Linked DNA regions of Bos taurus: region 2 is linked to region 1. Evidence: chromatin contacts called from public Hi-C data. All regions are on one chromosome and are shown on one strand. The core of a region is the stretch at or near the end of the contact, and the rest is flanking DNA. Distances in the headings are between cores, read along the strand shown.

Region 1 (2,700 bases), core at 29-2,528:
TCCAGTATTCTTGCCTGGAAGATCCCCTGGACAGAGGTGTCAGGCAGGCTACAGTCCATGGGGTCGCACAGAGTTGAGCACGACTGAGGGATGAGCATGCAGGCTCACGAGATAACATTTACCATTTTAACCGTCTATACGTGCATAGCTTGGCTACACCAGGGACGCTCACAGGCTTTTACAGCCGTCACCACCGTCTGCCCCCAGGGCCTTTTCATCGTCTCGAAACTGAAACTGTAACTGTATCCACATGAAGCACCAGCTTCCCCGACCTCAGCGCCGGGACCTCCATCCACTTTCTGCCTTTGTGAAGGTGACTCCTCTGGGGACCTGGGAGAGGCAGACTCCCTCAGACCTGTCCTGCTGGGACTGCCTTCTCAGCACAGTCGCTGCAGGGATCCTTTGTGTTGTGAGTTCACAGCTCGTCTTCCATCAGCTCGACTCTTTTGTTTTCCTGCTGGGGACTCTGACACTGAAAACAGACAACCAACTAAGTGTGCTTGGCCCAGGGGCTTCCCTCTCACCACCCTAAGGTATACTTAAATACCTTTGCCAGAGTGGACATTTTCCAGTGTTTTTTCCTGCCTGTCCACCTCACGATTGGAGTGTTAACAGCTACTCCTGAGAATTTCCTGGTGGTCTAGTGGTTAGGACTCTGTGCTTCCACTTCAGGGGGCACGGGTTCCATCCCTGGCTGGGGAACTGAGACCCCATCTGCCGTACAGTGTGGCCAAAAAATAAAAGAAAACAAAAAATCAGCTGCTCGATGCTCTCACTGCTAAGGGCTTCCCAGGTGGCGCTAGTGGTGAAGAACGCACCTGCTAATGCGAGAGGCATAAGAGATGCGGGTTCCATGCCCGGGTTGGGAGGATCCCCTGGAGGAGGGCAAGGCAACCCACTCCAGTATTCTTGCCTGGAGAGTCCCAAGGACAAAGGAACCTTGCAGGTTACAGTCCATAGGGTCGAAAAGAGCTGGACGCAACTGAAGTGACTTAGCACACACGGCTCTCAGTAGGACCCGAGCTGTGACTATGAGGATGGAGGGCCGGAACTGTCTTCCCCCATCAGGAACCCGAGGAGGGCAGGCCTCTGCTCACCTTCCTCTCCAAGTACAACAGGCTCTTAAAACGTGCTGTTTGTTTGCTTGCTCTTTGTAATTATTATTTGTAAGTAGTATGCTCAAATGGTTAAATACACACACAGGAGCAGCGTGTGGTGAAAATAAGCCCCTCCCCACCCCGAGCCCACATCCTGGTCCCCTCCCAGCCGTCGTCTGTCCAGAGACGTTCACAGGTAACAAGCACGTGGGTGTCTTTTTACACGAAAGATTTCACCTCATGCCCAATGCTCTGAATTGTGCTCTTTGAAAAAGTACATAAAAGTCAGCGTGTAATATGAAAAGCTCCCACCACCCAGCGCTGATAAAAACTCATCTTTGCTGTTTCCTTTTTTCCCTTATATAAAAGAAGTAAAATGTTACAGATAAAGTTGAAATATGCTGTAACCTTCACAGACAATCCTCTTCTCAGCTCCTTACCCCAGAGCTGAACACTGTCACTTATTTCTTTCAGTAATTTTGTATGTTTCACATGCAAATTTATATATGGCTGTGAACAACACGTAGTATCACTTTGTGTGATTTTCCAGTTCACATAATAACCATGTTTAATACCCATTCCCACTGACAGGCACTTAGGTTCTTTCAGACTTTTACTCCCCAGATAATGCCACAGGAAACTTCTTGCACATACATTTTTGTACACACATGTGAACATATGAATAGGATAAACTTGTAGAAGTGCCGTCACTGGATCAAAGCATACGAGCATTTTATTTTTAGTTTACTTTTCAAATTTTAATTTATATTAATTTGTTTATTTTTGGCAACCCCAGCACATGTAGGATCTTAGTTTCCCATCCAGGAACTGAACCTGTTGCCCTCTTCACTGGAAGCATAGAGTCTTAACAACTGTGCCACCATGGAAATCCCAGGATATGTGCCTTTTACATTTTGATAGATTGTTCTGAGGAAGTGGTGCTACTTTTTGCTCCCAGTAGCAATGCATGGAGGACCTGTTTCTTCCCTTCATCTCCCACACAACAACACATCAAATTTGCTCATCTTTACTCATCAAAAGGATGAGGAACCAGAGATCGAATTGCCAACATCTGCTGGATCATGGGAAAAACAAGAGAGTTCCAGAAAAACATCTATTTCTGCTTTACTGACTATGCCAAAGCCTTTGACTGTGTGGATCACAATAAATTGTGGAAAATTCTGAAAGAGATGGGAATACCAGACCACCTGACCTGCCTCTTGAGAAATCTGTACACAGGTCAGGAAGCAACGGTTAGAACTGGACATGGAACAACAGACTGGTTCCAAATAGGAAAAGGAGTACGTCAAGGCTGTATATTGTCACCCTGCTTATTTAACTTCTATGCAGAGTACATCATGAGAAATGCTGGACTGGAAGAAGCACAAGCTGGAATCAAGATTGCTGGGAGAAATATCAATGACCTCAGATATGCAGATGAAACCACCTTTATGGCAGAAAGTGAAGAGGGACTCAAAAGCCTCTTGATGAAAGTGAAAGTGGAGAGTGAAAAAGTTAGCTTAAAGCTCAACACTCAGAAAAGGAAGATCATGGCATCCGGTCCCATCACTTCATGGGAAATAGATGGGGAAACAGTGGAAAC
Region 2 (2,700 bases), core at 18-2,517, 140 kb before region 1:
TGGCCACATGTGATTGCTCAGAGCCTCCAAACTGTGAGAGGCACGAGATGTTCTAAACTGTCTAAATACAGATTCCTTTGAGCAGTTAAAAGATTGATTAGAAATTGTATTGGTGAAGGGAGTTTCACTTGTTGGGCCAATGTTTGCTGCTAAGTCTCCATATCCCTTACCTGCTGTGTCCCTGGCAGTGTATTGATTAATATAATTGGTGTAAGTAGTAGCTTTAATGTTTGTAACCTGGGACCCTTGAGTTAATTCTTTTTCTTGTTATAGCCCACCACACCTTTGCTCTGTAGGAATGCAACTTTATCTAATGCTTTTTGGAGGCTGGCGCCTGACTTTAGAATAATCACCTTTAGAGAAAAAGGCCTCCGGGCCAGAAGATGATGCAAATCACCTAAACTTTTGCATATGATAAGTTTGCAGGAAGAAAGCCTGGCTTACTGCATGACTCTACCCCTTCCCCCATTATCCTCTATGCATAACTTAAGGTATAAAAACAACTTTGGAAAAAAGTGCGGGCCTTGTTCACCGAAACTTGGTCTCAACATGTCGTTCTTTCTCTTACCTTCTGGCTGAATTATTCAGCCTCTTTTCTCCACTGAATTTCCTCACTGAGTTATCCTTATTTCAGCCTCTTTTCTCCACTGAATTTCCTCACTGAGCTATCCTCATTCTATTACTCTTTATATCCTTAATTAACGTTTAATTAAGCAATTGTTTCCTGATCCTCGCCGACGCCGTCCCCGCTTCGAATTCCCTAGATCCACCGGGGCTGGACCCCGGCAGTATCCCTGCTTGGCTTCCTCTCGGCTGAACCCCTGTGGCCCACAGTCCCCCCCAGCTCCACCTAGGATGGGGGAAGTCAGACAGAGGACCTGAGATGCAGATGGACATAGGCCTTGACCAGCAGTGGCTGGACGTGCATTAGGGGCTGGATCTGTGCAAGGGGTGGGGAGGGCGGGGGCGGGGGGCTGGAGCTTCCCAGAAAATGGGTCCCCGACCTAGAACCAGGTGAGACGTGGAGGACTTGGGGCCATTGGCTGTGGACATTACCTGTGACCTGGCCAAAGGCAGCAGGCTGGACGTGGGAGCCCACGTAGAGACACCCTGTCCCCTCGCCTCCCTGAGCAAACGGGGATGCTCACATGGGTCCCAGGATGGCTCTGAGCTTTCAGGAGCAGATTCATCACAGGGTCAGGGTCGCTCTGTCGTCTCCTGGGTCCAGAGACTGGTCTGCCTCTGTGACGCGGGAGACTGAGGCTCATGCGTGGTGAGCTGGCCCCCACTTCTGAAACCAGGATAATCCCACTGAGGTCCCTGACTCCACCCTCCTGCTGCCGGGCGGGGATTAGAGAAGAGGCCGGCGGATTAACTGGCTCATTCTGTTCCAGCCTCTCCAGTCAGCCCCTCTCCTGGGAGCCTGCTGCTCAGGTGGGGCCACCCCTCTGCGAGACAGACAGGGGAGCCCCCTCCTTACGCACAGACACTGCAGCCAGGACCCTACTGGAAGCTGGGGAACCACAGGCTTGTCCAGACCCAGAAGCAGAAGGTGTGGGCCGTGCGAGGGGTCTGGGCAGACAAAGCTCAGGGTCTGAGGCTGCTCCCCAGCCTCATCCCACATGGGCACCATGCCTGGGCCCCCCAGCAACCACACAGACCCCAGCCCCATCCCTGTGACCTGGGCCTCCCTGCGGAAGACGGCGATCCTCCTGTGTCTGCTGTCCAGCACGTCCCTGTCCCCCACACGGGGGCAGGTCAGGATCCCTGTGGAAACGTAAGCCTCGAGGCCAGCCCCCCGCCCCAGATACCCTTTCCCCCCTCTCCTCCCCAGCCCATCTCAGTCCTCGCCCCCCTCCAGATCCCCTGGGGCTCGGCCACCCAGTCCCCCTGTCCATTTCCCCTGTGAACTTCTCTTCCCCAAATCTCAGCCATTTGGGGCCCCACCCCTACCCCTCCCCAGACCTGATCATGGAAGCCCCCACGACTCCTGGCACCCCCAGCACCTGCGGGGTGATCGCAGGATGAGAGGTTGGAGTGGGAGCTGAGTTGCTGGAAGTGACCATCAGGCTCCCCCAAGGATTTGCCAGGAAACCCACATCTCGACATTATGAGGGTAAACAGGCCTAAACTGACCACCACCTGTGCAGCCAGGAGTCAGGGGGAGTGAAGGGGGGTTCCCCATTCCCTTTTTACACCTGTCTGCCTCCCTCTTGGCCCCAGTCCTACATTCTGTCACTAAGAGCAGCTCCAGGGAAGTTTCCAGTCATTCACAACTGTGTATAAAGTACTGTGTGGCTCCCTGGGGCTGTCTGGTCTTTAGTGCTCAGTTCTGGTGGCTCCGTTAAATACAGTTCCAGTTGGGATGGGTGCAGAACATCCTGGACTAAAGGGGCTACCTGTTCATCACACCTGAGCCCAGCACGAGTCAGATTGCTGTCAGCCTTGGCCTTACAGAAGGGGGCCCTGCAGCCCATGGATGCCCAGGGTTTGTGTGGGGCTGAGCCGAGCATGAGGTTTGCAGTTCACTGTCCCCACGGAGAGGGTCCCACCTCTACTTTGTCACCTGCCTGTGGCCCCAACCTCCCAGACACAGCTCAGAGGCTTGGCCTCTCTGCCTCACACCCTGCCACCGAGCCTTTAGAAGAGGAGTCGTGGCCCCAGGGTGACCCTGCAAGGGGCAGCTGGAGGACAGCTGGC

What was found. A called contact is a pair of places that touch in the nucleus more often than the background predicts.
Region 2: a Hi-C map of an unstated tissue shows a contact between it and region 1, with 5 times the contacts expected there. A contact is called at or near these places in 3 of 11 Hi-C or Micro-C datasets (blastocyst, liver and an unstated tissue).

Annotation. Positions count from the first base shown.
Region 1 is chr5:108,161,274-108,163,973 of ARS-UCD2.0, reverse strand. No RefSeq gene overlaps it. Among named protein-coding and RNA genes, the nearest start is that of WNT5B, 24 kb to the right of the region's middle.
Region 2 is chr5:108,296,912-108,299,611 of ARS-UCD2.0, reverse strand. It overlaps CACNA2D4 (calcium voltage-gated channel auxiliary subunit alpha2delta 4), which reads left to right and starts at 1,267. Exons shown (of 40, transcript XM_059887280.1): 1 at 1,267-1,316; 2 at 1,667-1,777. The coding sequence starts at 1,267.